Linked DNA regions of Mus musculus: regions 1, 2, 4 and 5 are each linked to region 3. The links are chromatin contacts, called in public HiChIP or PLAC-seq and promoter capture Hi-C maps. All regions are on one chromosome and are shown on one strand. The core of a region is the stretch at or near the end of the contact, and the rest is flanking DNA. Distances in the headings are between cores, read along the strand shown. Region 1 overlaps Eif4e2 (eukaryotic translation initiation factor 4E member 2). Region 2 overlaps Inpp5d (inositol polyphosphate-5-phosphatase D). Region 3 holds the start of Snorc (secondary ossification center associated regulator of chondrocyte maturation). Region 4 overlaps Inpp5d (inositol polyphosphate-5-phosphatase D). Region 5 holds the start of Efhd1 (EF hand domain containing 1).

Evidence for each region. Promoter capture Hi-C pulls out the DNA fragments that hold promoters and counts their contacts. HiChIP or PLAC-seq counts read pairs in DNA pulled down with a chosen protein or histone mark.
Region 1: an H3K27ac HiChIP or PLAC-seq map of embryonic stem cells shows a contact between it and region 3, with 2.8 times the contacts expected there. The contact joins the enhancer-like site here to the promoter of Snorc in region 3. A contact is called at or near these places in 4 of 39 promoter capture datasets (the 3T3-L1 cell line, hippocampal neurons, liver and 1 more), 1 of 15 datasets of contacts at CTCF or cohesin (embryonic stem cells), 1 of 484 Hi-C or Micro-C datasets (embryonic stem cells), 3 of 115 datasets of contacts at active chromatin or transcription factors (all in embryonic stem cells) and 1 of 9 other capture datasets (embryonic stem cells).
Region 2: a contact with region 3 is called in a promoter capture Hi-C map of embryonic stem cells, with 5 times the contacts expected there. The contact joins the enhancer-like site here to the promoter of Snorc in region 3. A contact is called at or near these places in 15 of 39 promoter capture datasets (the 3T3-L1 cell line, the C10 cell line, the HPC-7 cell line and 9 more), 1 of 15 datasets of contacts at CTCF or cohesin (pro-B cells), 12 of 484 Hi-C or Micro-C datasets (B cells, the G1E-ER4 cell line, the HL-1 cell line and 6 more), 15 of 115 datasets of contacts at active chromatin or transcription factors (the HPC-7 cell line, acute myeloid leukemia, embryonic stem cells and 2 more) and 3 of 9 other capture datasets (adipose tissue, embryonic stem cells and liver).
Region 4: an H3K4me3 HiChIP or PLAC-seq map of forebrain shows a contact between it and region 3, with 3 times the contacts expected there. The contact joins the enhancer-like site here to the promoter of Snorc in region 3. A contact is called at or near these places in 10 of 39 promoter capture datasets (the C10 cell line, the HPC-7 cell line, cranial neural crest and 6 more), 1 of 15 datasets of contacts at CTCF or cohesin (large pre-B cells), 10 of 484 Hi-C or Micro-C datasets (MC3T3-E1-derived osteoblasts, bone marrow-derived macrophages, cerebellar granule neurons and 7 more), 9 of 115 datasets of contacts at active chromatin or transcription factors (craniofacial prominence, embryonic basal ganglia, embryonic forebrain and 6 more) and 4 of 9 other capture datasets (adipose tissue, embryonic stem cells, liver and 1 more).
Region 5: a contact with region 3 is called in an H3K4me3 HiChIP or PLAC-seq map of embryonic stem cells, with 4 times the contacts expected there. The contact joins the promoter of Efhd1 here to the promoter of Snorc in region 3. A contact is called at or near these places in 1 of 39 promoter capture datasets (liver), 4 of 115 datasets of contacts at active chromatin or transcription factors (embryonic stem cells and pancreatic cancer cells) and 1 of 9 other capture datasets (embryonic stem cells).

Annotation. Positions count from the first base shown.
Region 1 is chr1:87,228,567-87,232,880 of GRCm38.p6, forward strand. It overlaps Eif4e2 (eukaryotic translation initiation factor 4E member 2), which reads left to right. Exons shown (of 7, transcript NM_001039170.1): 7 at 1-292. Among named protein-coding and RNA genes, the nearest start is that of Eif4e2, 17 kb to the left of the region's middle. Within about 2 kb of position 2,130, at least 9 of the 459 cell types and tissues checked have an H3K27ac peak or open chromatin away from gene starts, as enhancers often do. A contact at or near this core is called in embryonic stem cells, where this site is marked.
Region 2 is chr1:87,657,316-87,661,421 of GRCm38.p6, forward strand. All of the region lies in intron 2 of Inpp5d (inositol polyphosphate-5-phosphatase D), which reads left to right. Among named protein-coding and RNA genes, the nearest start is that of Inpp5d, 39 kb to the left of the region's middle. Within about 2 kb of position 1,831, at least 120 of the 459 cell types and tissues checked have an H3K27ac peak or open chromatin away from gene starts, as enhancers often do. A contact at or near this core is called in B cells, the G1E-ER4 cell line, the HPC-7 cell line and 7 more, where this site is marked.
Region 3 is chr1:87,467,423-87,471,764 of GRCm38.p6, forward strand. Snorc (secondary ossification center associated regulator of chondrocyte maturation) reads left to right here and starts at 2,779. Exons shown (of 3, transcript NM_028473.2): 1 at 2,779-2,989. The coding sequence starts at 2,917.
Region 4 is chr1:87,707,383-87,711,668 of GRCm38.p6, forward strand. Inpp5d (inositol polyphosphate-5-phosphatase D) reads left to right here. Exons shown (of 27, transcript NM_010566.3): 20 at 714-827; 21 at 2,236-2,318; 22 at 3,683-3,770. All of the region lies in intron 3 of Gm33470 (a long non-coding RNA gene), which reads right to left. Among named protein-coding and RNA genes, the nearest start is that of Gm33470, 15 kb to the right of the region's middle. Within about 2 kb of position 2,374, at least 36 of the 459 cell types and tissues checked have an H3K27ac peak or open chromatin away from gene starts, as enhancers often do. A contact at or near this core is called in cortical neurons, embryonic forebrain and forebrain, where this site is marked.
Region 5 is chr1:87,262,917-87,266,654 of GRCm38.p6, forward strand. Efhd1 (EF hand domain containing 1) reads left to right here and starts at 1,437. Exons shown (of 4, transcript NM_028889.3): 1 at 1,437-1,838. The coding sequence starts at 1,534.

The DNA.
Region 1 (4,314 bases), core at 880-3,379, 240 kb before region 3:
GCAGAGTAGATTGTCTTCCTCTTTGGTAGTCTTGCTTGGTGAGAGCCCTTCATTCTTTCTAGCCCAGGGTTACTGTGCCAGGCTCTAGGGTGAGAGGTGCCTTCATCTTGGGGTGGGGGTGTGCAGTCGCCTGTGAGGTAATCTGAATGTACATGTGCTACCCTTGTGAGTACTATGGCTTTGGCTTATATGTGCGGGCAGCTTGGCTTTTAGACCATTAACCTGCATGGAGAGTTTCAACAAGCTTTGTTAGCCATCCCCAAAACTAAAAATTAAAAAGCATTTTTGTGAACCCTGGGTTGTCTGAATGGAAGGTAACTGCAAGGTTGACTTTTCTAGAGTGCTTCGTCCAATCTGACAGCAGCACACTCCTTAACTCTAGCTGGCTGACTTAGCCCTAGTTGTGTGCCCAGGAGTCCACAAAACACAATGAGACCTTAGGCTAGGTATCCTGGGGGTACTTACGTCATTACTGCTTTATCACATTCTAACATGTCTAGAAAAGAAATTTGCTAAACTGCAGAAAGCCTGTCAGATGTTGGCTTTCTTGGGCCTTCTGCCTTATCTTTCACTGGGAGGTACACATGCATCGTAGCTGCATCAGCAAGCTCGATGGCACGTTCCAGAGCTAGAGAGTATCAGCAGCAGACTGAGCTGAGATCCCCTTCAGATCCCAGCTATGTGTGAGATGTCAGTGATGCTCCTGCCTGGGTCTGCTTCTTGTGGGTTTTATTTGAGCCAGTGAACAGCATCTACTGAGACTTGAGGAAGAGCCAGCAGTAATGATGGTTTCCCAAGTACTCTGGAGATCAGGGCTGCTAATAAGCAAGGGCATGGTTTGAGGAGTGGTTGAGCTTCACTCAAGCATTCCTCCAGCTTGCTGTTTCAGCCCAGTTTCTAGTGTTCTTCACCTGTCCGTCTTTCCAGCCTTCCCTGGTCACCCTGCCTGTTGCCATTTCCTACAGCACACCTGGATGAACCAAGAAGTAGCTGTTGCCCCACAAAGAGGCCACTTTGCTTGGTCCTTGTGTTGCTACCTGTCCCTAAGAAAGATAAAGCTTATTCACTTGTTTGTATCAGGTCACAGCTCTGGAACTTGCCATGTAGTCCTCACTGGCCCCCAACTTCACCTCAGACTGCTGGGATTAGAGGTGTGAGCCACCATGCCAGCTCTCATGCCCAGCTTGTGGCTCCTCTGAATAAAGCAGATTTGAGTTTTCATAGGTTTGGGTCCTTACATCAAATGGCTCACAGCATCCTCTACTTGGGGGGGGGGGGGGGGGGACTCCTACCACAGACAGAATTCTGGGACCACTAGGGTACTGCTGCCACAAAGGCAGTTAACACAGACAGCACTGTTGTGAGAAAATTGCATCTGGCCTGGGATGGCAAAAGGACCCTCTTCCCATAATGGAGCACAGTGCTGGAGAAGCTGATGGGAGTTCTCTGCAGAGCGTAAGGAAGAAGGGAAGAGAGAGGCCAAATTGTGGAGTCTTCCTTCACCTGGTCTAGCTATCATTGTATTTCAACATTGAACTTTAATATACAGATGAGGGCCAGCTCATTCACTGCCTTAGTTCAGTCATAACCTGGTGGTCCTGGGCCACTTTAAACTTAGAGCTGTCTGACCTTGCATTGTGTGCTATATATACCCAGACTAGCAGGTGGCTAAACCCCTTTCTAGTGAGGGCTGGCTGAGAGCAAGGCACTGGTGCCTGTAGGCTTTGGGTGGAGATTAGAAAGCAGGGAATTACAAACAAATGAGATCTGGTGAGATAGGATCAGTGGACCTTAAAGAGTCTTTCTTGCTGTCACTGGAATCTCCTCAGAATTCTCAGTGGGCTTTGTTCATCTCTGGTGTGTTCGTTTCTAGACACTCAAATCATAAGGCAATTTTTAGGATAACTTCCTCTTTAAAAGAAGAGCATTTTGAAGTTACCTGATGTGCTTGGGCTGCCGAGTGGAGGGACAGTGACTAGACATTCACACCTGGCTGGCCTCTGAGGACAGGAGTGGGTGCACCATTGCTCACGGCCACGTGCTTTATTTCCCTGAATCCATGCAAGGAAATTTCCAGACCCAGAATCTTCATGTCTAAGCATAGAAAATAGGAAGTCAGTTTAGTGTGTCGTGTACTAGAGGAACCTCTTCAGCCTTCCGGGTCTTCACCCAATGAACCATTGTTAGGCAGAGTTAGTAGGGACTGGCCCTTCTGGAAACAAAGGGATAAATGAGATGGACTTCAACCCTGCTGTGTGACCTTGTTGACCTCTTAGTTACTTAAAGTAGAAATTAAATCTTGCTGTTAGGTTCCCAGGTCATTGTCCAAGTGTTGGATTTTTACTTGTCTTCATTGAGAGTAAAGAGGGAAGCCGCCTCCCGCATCCCTTAGGAGCCAGAGAACAGCTCATCACTGTGTCTCCAGAAAGAGCTCGGGAATTGACAAGTTCTGGCATACTTCTTTAACAGTCTTAGGTTTTCCTGTGAGCCATTTGTCATAAAATAGTAGCTTTTCTGAAAATTAAAAAAAATAAAATAAAAAAGCTGCTATTCTATAGAATAGCATATATAACGTACATTGCCTAGTCCTTTATTAATAATCTTACTTGATTTTGAGACGTGGTCTCCCAGTGTAGTCTTGGCCATCCTGGAATTCACTATGTTCCTGTGTTTCCCAAGTACTAAGATTAAAGGTGTGTGCCACCTTTGAAGAAGAAAGCCTACCTAGAGTGCCTGGTAATGAAATCTACTTTAGTACTAAAATATCAAATGTGTAGTGAGAGGCGGGGTGTGTTGTCACTCAGTGCTGTTGCTACCTTAAGCCAAGAAGAGAGTAATTGCCTGGCCTGTAGTGTAAGCCTTTAATCCCAGCACTAAGAAAGCAGAGGCAAGCAGATGTTTGTGGGTTTGAGGCCAGTCTGGTCTACAGAGCAAGTTCTAGGCCACCATTAAGTTTGATACACAGTGCCCAGGAGAGTCACTGCTTTCAAACTGAAAAGTGGGTAGGGCAAAAAGGCGAGAGAAGTTAGGGTTCTGAGAGCTTCTGGACCCCTGGAGGAATCTGATTTTCTCCTTCATACAGCAGCACGGAGGCCTGTTTGTGGGACACTGGCTGAGCTGTGAGTGCATGCGTGCGTGCTCTCACACCCCTAGCTGCTTCCTAGTCGTAGTTCTGAGTTGTGTTCCTCACATTTATGGTAAGCAGCATGGAAGCTGTAATGAGCTCTGTTAACTGAAAATGCTAGCTGCCAGGGCCCACACATCTTAAATCTAAAGATAAGACTTACCCAGGTGCTTTCAGAAGCAGGTAGAATCTTAGGTATTTACCATCTTGAGTTTAAAAAAGCTAGAGTCTTGGAAAGGTAAAAGCAGAGAAGATGACATATTGCTGGGTTGCATCTTTAGACAACATAATGCTGGTGGATCCTTGGCTGTACCCTGAGGCTCAGGCCTGGTGAAGAAATGGTTTCTGCTACCTGGTTCCCAAACCCAGTGCAGCAAAGGCAAGAACTGTTGCCACTTGCTGAAGCAAGATGGAAGTATTTGTGGACATGGCTGAGCTTCGACTCTGACTTCAGTGACCGCGCCTTCGCTGCTGTTGAAGGAGCACTGGGAAGTACTCAAGGGAGTAGTGAAGGCTAGACTTCCTAAGTAAAACAAGCTGAAAACGACAACTACCTGCCATCTAAGAAGAAAGCCTGCTGGCCCTCACTCTTGACTCAGCTCCTGTTTCCAGTCAGCATGGAGGGATCGAGGTGGGAGGTGGGGTGATGGTGTCTGCTCTGTTCTAAGCGTTTGATCTGAATGTGCTGTTGTTTTTGTCTCTGGTTTACCAGGGCCTGGGAGGAGTTTCATGGCCTGGTGAACAGCAGCGGCCGCTGATCGGACGCTCCCCCTCTGTCTCTCACACTCAGGGTAGGGCCTTGTCTACCTTCTCTGTAACCCCATGACATACCTCTCAGCTATAGGAACCCTCTCCCCAAGGGGATGCCCTCTTCCCATTTGCCTCCAGCCTTGCCTCTGCCAGCATTGCACCTCAGGGAACCATGAGTTCCAAACTATGTCTCATGGTTAACCCCTTAAAGGTCACCAGACCTCATGCTTCTACGTTCCCGCTTGGCTCCGTGCACCAACAGATCTGAGATATCTTGAGATGCTAACATGTCATGAGAGTAAATATGTATCATATCTTCTTGTTCAGTTCAGATACTTCCCTTTTTTAAGCCATCTGCCAATGTTTTATGGCCAGAGGGCAGTTCCGTAGGCCTCTGTATGGGTTAGGTGAGAGGTACGCCTCTTGTTTGCTGTCAGCTA
Region 2 (4,106 bases), core at 581-3,080, 190 kb after region 3:
AGGCCCCAGAAATCATGCGCTCTCCCCTTCACCCACATGAAGTCTTTTTGGCCAAGGCAGAGGAGGTGAGTAGACATTGAGAAGAAGGCAGACGGAAGGTAGAGGAAACTTCCTGATGACTGCAGAGATAGGAGAGGGCAGAGGGGCCTGTGGAGAGAGACTCAGGAGAAGCTGGGTCCTAGACACACTGATAACTGCATAGGGAGATGGCAGACCATGCTATCTAAAACACAAAGGCCTGGTCAGGCCAGCTGAACTCCTGAGCTGCCCTGCTGCCACCCCCCTTCCACAGTCCCCCTTCCCCTTCCCCTGCCCCCTGCCCAGCACAGCTCTCAGATCTTCTGTGTAAGTTGTATCTGTGGAACACCCCCAAGCTTGGACTGAGTCTAGCCCCTGCCTGTCCCTCAATCACCGTCTTTTCAACTGGCAGACTCAGGGTCCTCACTAAGAAGCAGAAATAATAAACACGATCACTGGCACCCCTCTGCCCGCAGACAAATGTGTTTTCACCCTGCTTTCACCCTGCTGCCTAAGCCTTGTCTTCTGACTTTCTCCTTGGACCTGAAGAGGGTGCTTTGATTTGGTGTGAATCTGCATGGAGCTCTTTGGTTTGGGTTCCCCACTTCCCACTTCCCACCATCTATAAAATCTCCATGGTAACTGAATGGGCCGGCCTCAGAATGGCTAAGTAGCTAAAGATCGCCTTGAATCCCTGATCCTCGGTCTCTGCCTCCCAAGGGCTGGCATCTTGGGCCTGCAGTCCTGCTCTGGGAAGTCTTTTCAACCTAAAAGGAAGGCTACCCCAACCTTCAGGAGTGGCCACCCGGAGCACCACACTTCTGCTCAGCGGCTGGCAGACTTCCTCCCCTGTGCCCAGTCTATTTCAGTTCTGCATTTAGAGATGTCAGACAGTGCTGACATTAAAACTATCCCCTGGGATGTTTCAGCTTGTCTAGGGCTCTGACCGCCCAGGCCTGCTCTTTCCTGCTCCCCACCCCCACCCTGCCCCCAGGGTATTTTCAGTCATCCCCAGGACTGCATCTGAAAAAGCAGCCAGCAGTCTGACCACCAGCTGACCTTCAGATGACCTTAGTCTTAAAGGTACCAGTGCCCTCCCTCCTCTTCCTCAAACCTGGACCCCCCCAGCCTGAAGGCCAACCAACCCTCCATACCCAAAAACCTTTGTGCATGGCTTTGTACCTTCTGGGATATTGCTCCCTGGTAGATGCAGATGCCAAGAGATAGAACAAGATTTTCCCTATAAGATCTAGCTGGGCAGTCCACTCCCCTCCACCTCCCTGCACCTTTTATAGTAGCGTGGTCTGTTTTATGGAGCAGATGTATCTCAGAACAGTGGGCTGTGGTTATGTACCGTACCAGTTTCCCCTGTCAACAGACCTGGGCTATAAGACAGGGTTTTTCAAGGCTCTTGTGAAGGGGGGGGGTTGGTAAAGTAGGAACCACAGTTATATCCCAAGGCAGAGTGAGCTGTGCATTCAAAGCTTGACTCCTTGGGTTGTTGTCTATAAAGGCCTTATAAAAAACATTGCTTCTAGTTACTCTGTGTAGACATATTAACTAATCAGAGACAAGGACTATATTTCATTTCGTGAACAGAACTAATCCTTACTTTATTGTCTTGTGTGTGACTTTTGATTCTGAACATAATAAATTCATGTCCAGTCTGTTGATTAAGCAAATCCCATGGAGAGGTCTATCAGCCTCAAGCCTGGGATATCCCAGTTACAAGCATTATTTTAAAGTAGGAAGAGCCTGAGGCTGAGGGTGGAGCACAGTGAAAGGGCTCGGGCCACACCATGCACCACACCCGCTCATCTTCAGGTTCTCTCTCTCTTGGATCAAACTGCCTGCCACATGCTATAGTTAATCTGTTAAGGAGAGAAGGAATTCATGCCTGCCAAGTGGAAGAGGAGAGTCACCGGGGAGCAGGGGCCTCACGGTCCATGGGTATTGTGGGGTATCATTCCTAAGGGGCACAGTGAGGGTACATCAGTAAACAGCTCAGAAGGCTGTTAGAGGCCCACAGCTAACTCGAGACCTTTGGGGTTCCTTCTCTATTTCAAAATGACTTGGTGTATCTTTTAAGGAAGGCCTTAGCTGCAGAATGAGGAACAAAAGCTGGCGGCCTAGACGCTAAGAATCCAGAGCCACGCCCCTCTGCTGGCAGGGAACTATGAACTAGGCCTTGATCTGAGCCTCATGTTCCATGTGACACACAGGTGCTTCTCTGCCATCATGATTGTCCTCTGGTTCATTCACTCCTTTGAGTTTAGCCAGTGAGAGCCCCAGCCAGGTGGTAAGACAGCGAGAGGAAGATAGTGAAGAAGCGGGGGTGGGTCCTCTGGCACTGGCTCCCTCCTGCTGGGAGTTCTCAGTGGGCTCCAGCACTATCCTTCTGCTGGGAGGTTCCAGGGGGGTAGGGGTAAACTGCTTCCCTCCGCTGTTAGCTCTAGAACTCTTCCTCTCTACCTACCAAACTCTCCCCAAATGCCAGTTTTATATGGCCATCTGCTTCCTGCTAGGACTATGACTAATGCCTATGACACCTTTCTTGACCACATTTTACATTTTAAAATAGTCGAAAAAGCACCACCTTTGGGATTGTTGGGAGAAAAGGGGGTACACCAAGCCCCACCTCTCACTGTTTCTACCTCCAAGCCCAAGCACACAGAAGGTATCTAACCTAGTTTTATTTCCTGTTGCTGTAATAACAAAAAGCAACTAAGGGGGTGGCGGGAGGAAAGGTTTGTTTTTGTTTTCACTCATAATTCCACATTACGGCCCTTTGTAACGGGGAGGTGAAAGTGGTAGCCAGGCAGAGGTGGCGGGTGCTGTTGGTCCCAGTGCTTGAGAGAGACAGAGGCAGGTAAATCTCTGAGTTCAAGGTTAGCATGGTCTACAAAGTGAGTTCAAGGACAGCCAGGGCTACACAGAGAAACCCTATCGTAAAAAAACCAAAACAAAACAAAAAGGCAATACTCCTCTCCTATTCCCTGCCCCCCCACACACACACACGCCATAGGCCAACCTGATCTAGACAATTCCTCACTGAGACTCTCTTCCCAGATAATTCTAGACTGTGTCAAGTTCACAATTAAAACTACAAATTCTTGCCTGTCATTCTGATTCCAGTGTGGTAACCCCACAGAATCAGGGGTTGCCAGGCTCCTCAGAATTACAGGAAGTACGGTAGACCGAGATGTAGTATGTAGACCCCGCTCCTGTGGGGAGGGGGGCCTCTTAGGCAGGTGAATATGTGCAACATCTCATGTGGAAGGGGACCTCTAGGCTCATTACTAAAGGACATTATTGTTCCTCCTGGCCCACAGTCAGTACACTGCCACCTAGAAGATCTTCCCACGTGTTGGTTTAGGCTTAGTGGGGTTTATTGGCTACACAGAGCCGGCCATTCACTATCCACTCTGCCTGGACATAGGGCCTTTTAAGCCCATCTTATGAAGACAGCATTTTATACTGTGCCTCCAAGAGACCCCTTTCTCTGGCCTGTTGGGACCCATATCTCCACCATCTCCTCTGCCTCTGTCTGCTGCCTGTGAAGACAGGCTGCTTCCTGCTGGCCCACATGGCATAACAATTGAAATTTATCTCATGGGAATTTGCTTCCCTTAGGAGGGCCCTTGTATCCTTTCTGGGTACTAGAAGTACAAAGCACTCAGAGCTGTCCCTGAGCCCCAGCTCCTGGGTAGTGAATCTATATTATAGTGTGGCCATAAGGCCTTTGCAAGGACATTTCTCTGTCAAATGGACCCAGCACCCACCTGGCATCTCTGCCTCCTGTCTCATCCCCATCTGTCTCATCAGTTGGCCTTGTATATGTGCATATTCATTGCATACATAAATAAATAAGTGGATCTTGTTGCTCTGACTGAGTACCACAAACAGGGTCACTTTTAAAGATTAAAGTCCAGGCATGTAGCTTGAAGGTAAAGCAAATGCCTAGCATGAGCAAGGTCCTAGCCAGACACCCGTGAATAGAGGCATACAGCTTATTTGGCTCACAGTTCTGGATGTAGGATCCTAGGAGCAATGTGCTGACTTCTATCTAGGGAGGACCTTCTTGCTGT
Region 3 (4,342 bases), core at 1,529-4,028:
AGTATTAGAGTACTTGGATAAATAAGAAAAAAAAAAAAACCCAACCAAATCTAAGCAGACCCGCCTTTGTCTCGGGAAGGCAGATACTCTAACGACCTGGGCGGGCACTGATGAAAGGCAAGGCTGTGAGGCCGCATGGTGGATAAAGTGCTTGCCACCCCAGTGTGAGGACCAAAGTTGGATGTTTAGCACCCACATGAAAGACAAGGTGAGCAGGGTGGCCTGGTTGTAATCCCAGACCTCGGGAGACAGAAAACATCCCCCGAAGCAAGCTGACTGAAATAGTTTGGTCAGCAAGCTTGGGGTTCAGAGAGATCCTGCCTCAGTAAATAATGTGGCGAGTGATTGAGGAAGATACCAGCTGAAGTCTCTGCCTTCCATAGGCATGTATACAAGGGCACGTGTGCCCACATACATGTGAACATGTATGTCTGGACAGATAGATCGATAGATAGATGATAGATAGATAGATAGATAGATAGATAGATAGATAGATAGATAGATAGATAGATAGATTTGTAGATAGATAGATAGATAGATAGATAGATAGATAGATAGATAGATAGATGTTCATCACATATACATTCAAAAAGAATTTTTAAAGTCTACTAAAGTAAGTGTCTGTGAGGACATGAAGCGCCATGAACCTCAAACTGTTTTCAGACAGTGCGAACCTGAACACTTGCCTGCACTTGGACCCAGAAGGTTCATTTCCAGACACATAGCCAAGAGACACTGGCATCCACAAGGGAGGATGTGCAAGAACATGGAAGCTATATTTGTAAGAACCCCAGTCTGGAAACATCCTGATTACTACGGATGCTCTGAGACACACTCTTAGGGCAGTATATGTCCCAGCACCAGAAGCAAAGATGCCCATCGGTGGGTGTGGGCTTGAGAGGAGCCATGCTGGCATGCCGAGCGTGGTTTTGGCTGATGGGGGCAGAGATTACACACATGTACATGGATACAAGAGTTCGCTGACCTGTACACAAAATTTCTGCACATTTTTTTTTTTTATGATTTGGATATGAAGTGTCATCCCAAAAGGCTCGTGTGTTGAAGGTATAGTCTCCAGCTGGTGGCACTATTGAGAAAAGATTGCATTATGTGTGTGGTAACTTCATTAGTGACTTAGCTGTTTCATCGATGGGTTCACAGCTGAAGGAAGCAGAACCTGGTTGGGAGTAGACCTCAGCATGCTTTTCAAAGTGTGTCTTGTCCCCAGCCAGGTGTGTCTCCCTGCCTTTCTTCCTCTGCTGTGAGAACCGCAGCCTCCCCTGTTCCCTGCCACCACTGTGATGCTCTGCCTCTCCGTAGGCTCAAGCAACAGGACAAGTTGACCAGGACCATAAAACCTGCAGCCATGAGCCAGAGTAAACTCTTTTAAAAAGTCATCTCTGGCACTTTGTCACAGCAACGAAAGGTTGATTCATGCACCTCGTGTGCATGCTTCTCTTCTGAAAATGAACACACAAGGGGGAGCGATATGAAAATTCATAAAAATGTAAGTGCTGTGAAGAACCTTAAAGTGACCCAACGACAGGACACAGGCTGACTGACCAAGCTCAGACCTGGAGAAACATGATGATGAGTGTAGCTACTACTTTCTAGGGAAGAAGATAGAGTGCAAAGGCCCTGGGGCAGGAGCCACGCTAGTATCCTGCAGGAGCCCTATTGTTGGGGCCAGCAGCTGGAACATAGGGAGAGAGCAGGAAAGCAGAGGGAAGACTGGCTAGGGAATTTGCCTTTTTGTTTGGAAAACTATGAAGTAGCAGAGCCTCAGGGGCTTAAGAGACTTGGGGAACTTGCAGGGTGAGCACACCTGTGTGTGTGTGTGTGTGTGTGTGTGTGTGTGTGTGTGTGTGTGCGCGCGTGTGTTGAAGTCCATCTGTGGGTGTAGGCAGAGGCTGAGGAGGCCAATGTGCTTGGTCAGACCTGTTGGGAAGGTAGTGAGCTGAACTCTGAGCCAAGCCCAGGCTTAAAGGTGAAACTGAGTCTCTGGATTAGTGGAGAGTGCCTACAAGAACAAGGGAGCCAGGGAGAAGGACTTGTGCATTGAGACCTTCCTGGAAGGGGCCTAGAGCGGCTGGCCAAGGGGCTTTAATAGAAAATGCCTCACAACCTTAGCTTTAGTAAGGGCCAGTGGAAGGGTCCTGAGCAGGGTCTCCCAGAGTCCTGAGCACAGTGGCTCAAGGCATTTGTTGTGCCTGGGTGAGGCTCCTGTCTTGGGAGGCTGGGAAAGTTTGTACTTTCACTAGTCCAGGAATATGTGTGTGTGTGTGTGTGTGTGTGTGTGAGAGAGAGAGAGAGAGAGAGAGAGAGAGAGAGAGAGACAGAGAGAGTGAGACAGAGAGACAGAGACAGAGAGACAGAGAAGAGAAAGAGGAGGGGAGCAGGGCAGAGACAGAGAGAGAGGAAAGGAACCCTCTCTCTCCCCTCCCCTCCCCTCCCCTCCCCTCCCCTTCTCTCCCTTTCTCTCCCCTTTTCTCTCCTCTCCTCTCCTCTCCTCTCCTCTCCTCTCCTCTCCTCTCCTCTCCTCTCCTCTCCTCTCCTCTCCTCTCCTCTCCTCTCCTCTCCTCTCCTCTCCTCTCCTCTCCTCTCCTCTCCTCTCCTCTCCAGGGTGGGGCTGTTTGGTAGTTCAGGACTGCAGGTCTGTCTGAGTGCGCTCTCTCTCTCTCTCTCTCTCTCTCTCTCTCTCTCTCTCTCTCTCTCTCTCTCTCTGTGTGTGTGTGTGTGTGTGTGTGTGTGTGTGTGTGCATGCGCGTGCATGTGTGAGGGGCGGGCACGGTGTCCCAGGAGGACAGAGTTTGCATTGATGAAAACCCTTCCCAGCTCTTTGAAGCCTCTTTCCCGCTGCCTGAGCCCAGCCGCCTAGTCCTCTGTGTCCCATAAGACTGCTCACTCCCTGCCAGGATGGCATCTTGTCTGGCCCTGCGCGTGGCGCTGCTGCTCATCTCTGGGGTCCTGGCCCCTGCGGTGCTCACAGGTAAGGGGCGCAGGCCCTCAGCTCTGCTGCTACCAACTTCTCAGGGCCAATAACTACCACTGGGACCAGATCCTCCAGTACCTATGGGGTACAAGCCCCTCACACAAGGTGGGATTCCCAGCTGTGGTGATTCTGGGAGACTCCCACAATGCTGGCTGGTAGAAACCGAGTAAGATGATGTATGTTAGCAGCAGGATGGGTGGCCATTGAAAAAGACTTGGGTATCAGGGTCTGGTACATTTGGCTGTCTGATGTTCTTGGGGTAATACTTTGCCGCTAGAACACCTGGAGACTTCTGGACCTGGGAGGCTGGAGGACTCATCAGACATAAGGCAAAGGGCTAAAGGCCAGAGACCCTCTGGGCAGAAAACCCAGAGACTCATGATTCCTTTAAATTCTGCAAACCCTTTCCTTCTGACTTACGACCTAGGTGCTGTCCCCATAGAGATAAATATTTCTTAGAGTCTTTTGCAGGATAGTGAGGAAACTGGACTGAGCCCTAGGTGGCCTCTCTGGGGTCTGAAAAAAACACTGCATGGCAGGCCTGCTCTGGGTCTGCTTCAGAGCAGGGACATAGGCACAGATAGGCTTTGATTATGAGAAAATAAATCTCGCGCAGTTGTTCAGTAGTCTGCAGAAAGGCCTCTGGGTTCCCTGGTTGTCTTACAACATTGCTGCCTGAACTTTAGGGGTGTCTGTGTGTCTACAAAGGAAAGAAGTCACCTCTGTGGTAGAAGCATAGCCTCGGAACTCGCGGCCACACCCCAGGATGGTGACGGTGGTCTGTGGGCCGTTCTACCTCCCCTCAACACCCCAGGAAATAGCTAAAGACCTGACTCTGCCCAGCCTGGCTCATACCTCTCTTGGCCATTTCCTAATCTGTAGAAGGTGGCACCCACTACGCTGCCTCCCTCATAGTGGGATGCTAAGGCCTCACCAGGGCTCAATGCAGGGCTCTGAGGATGGCCAAATGTCCAGTCAACACTCAGTGTTCAGAGTGTGAGCAGGGTTCAAAGCCCGAATGGATTTTGGGGAGAACCATCTCTTCTCATATGTTGGGACACACCCAGCTTCTGGAGTGGGAGCTGTGCTCGGTAATGTAGCCTGAAGTACCCCTGAGTTAGGACTTACAGTGGGAGGAGGCATTTTCTATTGCCTAGGACTTGGAGCTGAGACCCACACCGCTTCCTGCCACAGTGAGGCTGTTGCCTGGCAGGACCCTGCAGCTGGAGCCTTCCTAGTGGCTCCTGTCCAGGTTTCTGTTAGGTTTCTTCCAACCTAAGCCTCTAGCCAGAGCCCCGGTCAGATTATACATACACAACTCTAGTGGGTGGGCTTTCTGTTCCCACAGAA
Region 4 (4,286 bases), core at 1,124-3,623, 240 kb after region 3:
GTAGAGACTGGTTATAACTGTGTCTGAGGAAGTAAGAGCAGGTCTCCCTAGCTGTGGACTCAAAACAGCAGATTTGGGTGTTGAGCCTCTAACTCTCTGCCAGAACTTGTGGGGAAATTTGGTTGTATTAGTGCATGCCTTTAACCCTAGCAGTGGAGCTTAAGAACTTGATGCAGGAAGATCCCAAGTTTGAGGCCAGCCTTGGCTACATAGTGAATTCTAGACACACCTGTTCTATATAGCAAAAAGGAGAGAGGGACAGAGGGAGAAGGAGGAAGTAGGAAGGGAAAGACAGACAGACAACAGAGACAAAGAGACAGACGGGTGGGGGGAGGGAGGAAGAGAATTAATTAGTTGGGAGACTAGAGTGAGGTTGAGAGGTTGCCCGAGGCCACACAGATTATTGTCAAAGCTGGGATTGTAGCCATATCTTGGGTCCTTGCTGTCTTTATTCTTCCTGACCTGCACCCTACATGAACAGCTTGTGACAGACCAGAGAATCTGTGGCCATCAACAGAGATGCTGAGCTTGGGTCAGGAAGCTTTCCTTTAAGACAAATCTCTCCTTCCAACCTGGACATTTCCCATCTGTGGGCCCTCAGAGGGAGCCTGGCAGAGTGGGTGCACAGAGAGGAAAACCCCAGAAAGAAGCTGGAACCTCCATCTTCAGTTCAGGTACAGTATACAAATAAATCCTAGTCTCCCATGCTCCAGGTCCTGGCACTGTAGATAGCCAAGGGCAGATCGAGTTTCTTGCATGCTACGCCACACTGAAGACCAAGTCCCAGACTAAGTTCTACTTGGAGTTCCACTCAAGCTGCTTAGAGAGTAAGTGCCTTGTGAACTACCCTTTGGGGAGGTTCTTTCACATAACTACCTTTCCATTGATAACTGGTTGATCCCTCACCCAGTTCATTCGTTTTCTCTCTCTCTCTCTCTCTCTCTCTCTCTCTCTCTCTCTCTCTCTCTCTCTCTCTCTCTCTCATAAGAATCCATGGATGGACCCCTCAGTGGGTTCAGCAAAGGTGGGGTACCTATGGGGCTACCCAGTGGCTATGTGGCCCTTTCCCCACCCCTGTGGTTTGTTCTTCTACTGCCTCAGCCCTAGAGATAGAGGCAGCCACTGGTGTCCATGTCCCTGTCCCCTAGGTCCCCCCTGTCCCTGACTTGTCCATCAACATTCTCTAGGCAGAATCCATTTGAGTTTCCACCAAGCTGGGTTTGAGTTTCCATTAAGCTGGGTTTGAGTTTCCACCAAGCTGGGTTCTTCTTGCTCAGTGAAAGCCCTGGGCAAAGCTCCAGAATGCTGAAGATCTAACAGGGCCTAAATAGCTGCTACTGCCTGCTTGCTGTTGCCCTGGCCCTCCCCTTGCCCTTTCCATATTGTGGCTCTTGTGTTGTGGGGCTCACTGTGACTGGGAGCAAGGTAAAGATAGACAGCCCATTTCAGGTGGCAACGTTGAGCACTCACCATGCTTATGAAAGATCCTTTCTATAGAACATCTCCAGACATACTGTCTGAGACTCCTATGCAAGAAAACTATATGCTTTCTAAGTCTTCCTGAGATGGTTCAAAGAGTGATGGGGAAGGATAGGAACCAACCTTGCAAACAGAGGCACAGACTGTCTGCTTGTAGAGCCCAGGAGAGCTACCAGCCTTCTACCCCCTCACACCTTTTTGCACCTTCCTTCAATGCATCCCGAACCTTCCTGGGATTATGCCACCTTCACCACAACATCCTGAAGCCCCAGCTCAGCAGCCAGGGTCAAAACAGTTCCAACTGGAATGAGGGGCTTTGTGCGGGTGTTTTTAATAAACTATCGAGACATTTGCATAGATTTCTATGGAAACAGCATATTAGGAGGCTTAAATTAGAATTTCAAAAGGCTGCTATCTTGAGTGTCGTGGGAAGTGGGACGAGCTGTCATGCTTCCCAGTCTTCCTGCCTGCGGTGTGATGACTTCTTTGTTGCCTGGGATGTTGCAAAGAGGAGTCAAAAAGGAGGGGGAAATCTCTTTGATTTTTCCTAAAAATAATTAGACTGTGTTGGCAAATGACCATCCTTCAAACAAAAACAGAATCCCCAGAAAGCCTGACTCCTAATTGGTTTGGAGGCCTCAGAGACATGAGAAGGGAAAGACAGTCCTCCGTGGTCGAGGAAGGCGACCCCTTGGAGACTTTTCTGCCTGGTTCTCACTCTGTGGTCTGCAAACCCAGCTTCTTCTTCTCTAACAGGTTTTGTCAAGAGTCAGGAAGGAGAGAATGAAGAGGGAAGTGAAGGAGAGCTGGTGGTACGGTTTGGAGAGACTCTTCCCAAGGTAATCCAGGAAGAAAATGTGCCTGGGGCAGAGGGCTGCAGCAGTGCAGGTTAGTACGCAGCACTGCAGGCTAGTGTGCAGCTACAGCAGTGCAGGCGAGTATTCAGCTGCAGCAGTGCAGGTGAGTATTCAGCTGCAGCAGTGCAGGCGAGTGTGCAGCTACAGCAGTGCAGGCGAGTGTGCAGCTGCAGTAGTGCAGGCTAGTGGGCAGCAGTGCAGGTTGGTGGACAGCTGCAGCAGTGCAAGTTGGTGTGCAGCAGTGCAGGTTAGTGGGCAGCTGCAACAGTGCAAGCGAATATGCAGCTGCAGCAGTGCAGGTTAGTGTGCAGCTGCAGCTCTGTAGGCTAGTGTACAGCTGTAGCTGGTCTGCCCAGAGTACAGCTACAGCAGGTTCATCCAGACTGTAGCCATCCCAGACCAAAGCCATAGAGACCAGCTTAGACACTGTAGTCAAGGGACTTAGGGTATGCTTTTCATCATGGATGGATGACCTCAATATTCCTAAGTGGTTTTCAGCCCTGCTGTGCCTACTCCCCTTTGGTTATTACCTACTTAGTGTTCGCAGCACTTGAGATTGAATCGAGGCTCCTGCAAGCACTAAGCAAGCACCCAACCATTGAGCTATGTCCCTGATTTCCCTGAACACTTTTTAGCAGCAGGAAGTTGAGGGCAGTGCTGACATCCAGGAGTCTGTCACTCACCAAGCCACATCTCTAGCAAACCACAGAATATTTCAAGCCCAACTGGAGGTTTGTGACACATTTACTCAGACAGGGAGCAGGCCTATGGTGTCTTCTCTAATGCAGCCATAGACCTTGGAGGGGTATGAGGAGAGGGATGGTACTGCAAGTCTCATTTCAGACCTGGCTGCTAGACCTTCCCTTGGCCTCTGGGATATGCAAAGAATGGAAGGAAGAATGGAGGCAATGGACCAGGGACCTGGAAGCTCAACTCAACCCAGTTTAGGAAATGGGGTGGGGCAGGGAAGAAAACTATCTCTCACTTGGCTGAGCAATGGGGTCCACCTGCTCTCTTGGGCATGAAGAGCCAAGACCTGAGTTTGCTTAAAAGAACATATTCAGTTCCGTTTTACTATGTATTTATTTATTTTATGAATGAGTGCTCTATCTGCATGTACATCTGCATGCCAGAAGAGGGTATTAGGTTCCATTACAGATGGTTGTGAGCCACCATGTGGTTGCTGGGAATTGAATGCAGGACCTCTGGAAGAGCAGCCAGTGCTCTTAACCACTAAGCCTCTCTCCAGCTCTCCTGATGCATGCAAACACCAAGACTGCTGACCCCCATTTACCTGTCCTGACCTGCCCTCACCTGTGGACTCTAATCTGGTGTCTCCTCTGCAGCTAAAGCCCATTATCTCTGACCCCGAGTACTTACTGGACCAGCATATCCTGATCAGCATTAAATCCTCTGACAGTGACGAGTCCTATGGTAAGCATCCCAGGCCAGGGACCTCACCGTACCTTAGCCTCAGCCTCTGAAGTGAGGGTGATGGTGGCTTAGCCTTTCAAGAAAGCCTGTCTGCCACCACCCATTGTGCCCTGATGCTGCCACTTCCTCTGTCCCAGAGGGACTTTTCCTAGTGGGTTACCATCCCTGCTCCTTGTCACTTCTGGGTGCCACAGCCAGTAACCTCCTGCTTAGCCTTGCTGAGTGAGCTGCAGGTACCATGTAATTTAATCTTAGCCTTAAGAGGCAGGTTCTGTTCCCCAGTGAGTAAATAGGTAAACTGAGGCTCATAGAGGTCAAGTGACTCCCCCCAGGTCACACAGATAGTCCTCAACTGAGCTGTGGCTTGAGCCTGAGTCTGCCTGTGCCACCGTGTCTCTCGTTAGTCCCTAGCCAGCTCCTCAGACCCAGGTGCAGAACATTAGCCCGTCCCTGCTGCCAGGTCAGCTTTCCAGTCTGTCTCCTTTTCCTTTCAGACTTTTCCTTGTATAGAGATTT
Region 5 (3,738 bases), core at 187-2,686, 210 kb before region 3:
TTACTGTGTAAATATAGACATACAGTCCAAGCTGCTAGAGTCGGAGTCCTGCCCCAACCTTCCAAGTAGAATCACAGGCTTATATGAGCCACCATGCACACCAAAAGTACCTTTATTTTTAATGACTTATTTTCTTGAACCACTTTTTAAAAGGTGTGTTTTACTTTGTGGATGCTAGGGATTGAACTCTTTTATGCCTCTTTTATGCTAAGCCCTCTGAGCTCCCCCCCCCAGCTCCCCCTTCCCCCTAACCCTTCCCCCGTTAATTTCTTGTGTTAATTTCTTGTTTGCTTTGTTCCGAAGCAGCGAAGCAGCGGGTCTTGCTGTGAACCCCAGGCTGGCTTCCTACCCTGGAATTCTCTTGTCTAAGCCTTCTGAGTGCTGGAGTTATAGGCGTGTACCCCAACACCCAGCTATTCGAATTCTAATCGAATTACGTTTTCATGAGAGCACGCAATGGCTCTGATTTTTCCCTGTGGCCCCCTAAGATGTGCAGGCAACCAACTCATGCCTTTCAGCGGTGCACACCACCGGGCTCATCACACACACTCCCCAGTCTGTGGCCCAAAACAAGTGGAGCAAAGCTGGTCCCCAGTGCAGCCACTATTGTGTTTACAGCTGCTTCTCCATGTTTGGCTGAGGGAACCCTCATTTGCACCACATCCTTCCTTAGGGAGAATGACGGCGGCTCTACTTGTTTTTACTTCAATCTCCTGTTTCAAAAGTTGCCTTATTTTCAAGCCTTTTCTAACCCCACTCTCCGCAGTGGTGGCTCTCACATTAAAAAAACAAAACAAACAAAAAAAAAGCCATACAGCCAAGATACTTGCCACATTTGGTCCCTTAACAAGACAACCCCCCCCCTTTTTTTTTCCCGGGAATCAGGAGATTTTTCTCACTTTATTTATGTCTAGTATTTTTAGATTGTTGTGGAAACATTTCAATGGTATATGAAAGGCACCTTCGTACTGCCAGGAGCATCTCCTACTCCAGGGCCTTAGGGCGACGACTGCTCGCTACACACGTGGGTGTGTTACCAGGCACGCTTAATTCTCCCATCTCAGAGGGTCCTAGGCCGCGAGCTCCCTGGTTGGAGCGCTTTGGAAGAGAATGGAACTGCCTGAACGGTTGCCAGACTTAACTCCCCAGTGTTTGCAACCAATTCCCTGGGGATCACCAGTTCCCAAAGGGCGGATTCTGGCGGCAAGAGCAAGAGTTGATTTCAGGGTCCATGTCTGGACTGGGGGACGGATTAGCATCAAGTCTCAGCTTATGAGAGGTTTAGGCAAACGCGACCCCTAGGACGCGCAGACACTCCCTTGTCCCCTGTCCAGTAGATAGTCCTACTGCACCCGCGCCTCCTTAAAGCCGCAGCTCCGCCCCGCCCGCCCCGCCTACCCACGGTTCTTTTCAACCGCCGGGCCCCGAGCGATTCCACCGAGCGTCAGAAAGCCACGAGCCCGCAAAGAGCGCACAACTCTCTGTCCCCGTACCGGATCGCGAACCTCAGTTCCATCACCACAACCCGCCATCATGTCCAGCGAGGAGCTGGCCTGCAAGCTGCAGCGCCGGTTGAGACTTGAGGTGCGGGCAGAGACCGACCAGGGCGACCCCCAGCCTGCACCCTGCGATGCCCCAGCCGGGCACCCGGAGCCTGAACCGCCTGCCCGGGCGCCCACAGCCAGCGCGGACTCCGAACTGAACCTCAAGCTGAGCCGCAGGCTGGACATCCACCAGGGTACAGCGCGGCCGGGCCGCTCTAAGGTCTTCAATCCCTACACCGAGTTCCCGGAGTTCAGCCGCCGCCTCCTGAAGGATCTGGAGAAGATGTTCAAAACGTGAGCGCTCGTCCTGCGCCCCCGAAGAACGGGGGATCCGAGACAGGGCACGGGGTGGCCGCGCAGCGAGTGGGACAGTGAGGAAGGAGGTGCAGGCGTTCAGGAGTGCACTGAGCATCTGGCCAAGTGCAGCCAGATCGTGCGCATCAAGTTCATTGCGCGCCATGGGGAACCTCGTCAGGCTGGGGATCTGACCCCGGCGGAGCTCAGAGGGTCCTACTCAAAAGCCCCCTCCCTGAGTCTCCTACTCCCCAGGGCGGGTCCCGCACCCTCCTCCACCCACAGATCCAGAGATTTGCTCCCGGAGCAACTTCTAGGAAGCGAGCCCGGGGCGCACCTCACCTGCCAGCCTTAATTTTATCCCTCAAGGGAGAAATTAGCTGGATTGTCTTTTATCTTATAAAACAAAGGAAACAGTTGACACACGTCTTCAGTAAGGGATGCGAGAAATGAAGGAAGGCTGAGAACAAGGTTGCTTTAAACTCGAAAGACACATAGGCGTCCCTAGACCAGTGCGGGCGGGCGGGGGGTGAGGGGTGGGGGGAGTGGCTGGCGCAGGAGCCTCCTGGGAGCGTCGCCTAGTCAGTTACTCTTCTAACCGGTGAATGGCAGATGCCTCTGGCTGGGAACTGGTGCCTGCCACTAGTCACTAGGGTGCTGCTGGAGCCTCATCACCCCTCAGAAGAGGAGGTCATGCAAAGACCCAGTAGGTGGCCTGTCACGTGAGAGGTCTCTTTGGCCTCATTTCCCCACTTGAAGAGGGAAAGCAGTAATGACTCTTGCTGCTTTTTCCCCTCCCTCCCCCGTTACTTTTCTTTCTAAGCGAGATGTGGTGACATTCTCGTCTAATCCCAACATTTGGTTTTGGGAAGCAGAGGTAATCTCTGAATCCGAGGCCAGCCATGGCTGCATAGTGACATTGTCTCAAAACAAAACAGAACGAAAAACCGCATGTATTTATTTACGGTGAGTGTGTATGCATGAGGAAGTGTCATGGCACATTCGTGGAGGTCAGAGGACACGTTGTGAGAATCAGTTCTCTCCCTCCACCACGCAGGGGTTGGGATCAAACTCAGGTGATAAGACCTGGTAGCAAGTGCTTTTACCAGCTAAGCTGTCTCACTGACCCCTCCTTTGCCTTTTAAGGCCACGAAGTAGTCTGTACACCGAAAACGCCTCACTAAGCTATTAATATTATTTCCAGAATTCGGCCGGGACCGGAAAAGTGGCCAGGTCATGCTTGGGCGTCTTTAAAGTGCTTGGAATGTGTTTGCCCTCACCAAGGAGGTTCTATTTAAAGGCACTATGGCGATCACTGCTTCCACTACTCCCGAGGTCTGCAGAGCACCTCAATACTTGCTGCCTCTCTGGCAGTTTGTTTTCTCAGTACCCTGCTCCCAGCCACTGTTTTCTCTGGGTGCAGTTTGGGCAGCTAAGGAAGGTAGGGTTGGGAGTAGAGAATGAGACTGGGGTGATGGTGGAAAAGCCAGGGAAGGCACCGTGGTTTGACATATCCTGCCCCCCCCCCGCCCCCGTGGTTTTCTTTGGGTTTTATATTCTGTAGGAATGGCTGCTCTGGCCCGGATGTTCACCTGTGTATCACTCCCTCCACCTTGCTCTGTTGCCTCTTTAGCTTCTTTCAGGTTTTACTGGGAAGCTCCCATTTGGAAGGTTAAGTTTGTTAGTCTGCTGTGTAAGAGGAGTACGATTTATCCCTTCGAGAGGTCTTTGGAGCCAAGTAGTGTTGGCACTGGCGGCATCAAGCTAAGGAGGAGGGCAGAGTGCAACCTGTGGTTCTGGGAGAGCTGACAGCCCAAACTGTGCGGGTGTTTCTACAAAGCTAAGCTGCCCATCTGAAGTCTAGGTTAGAGCCTTTGTCACCTGCAATAAAACCACAGGA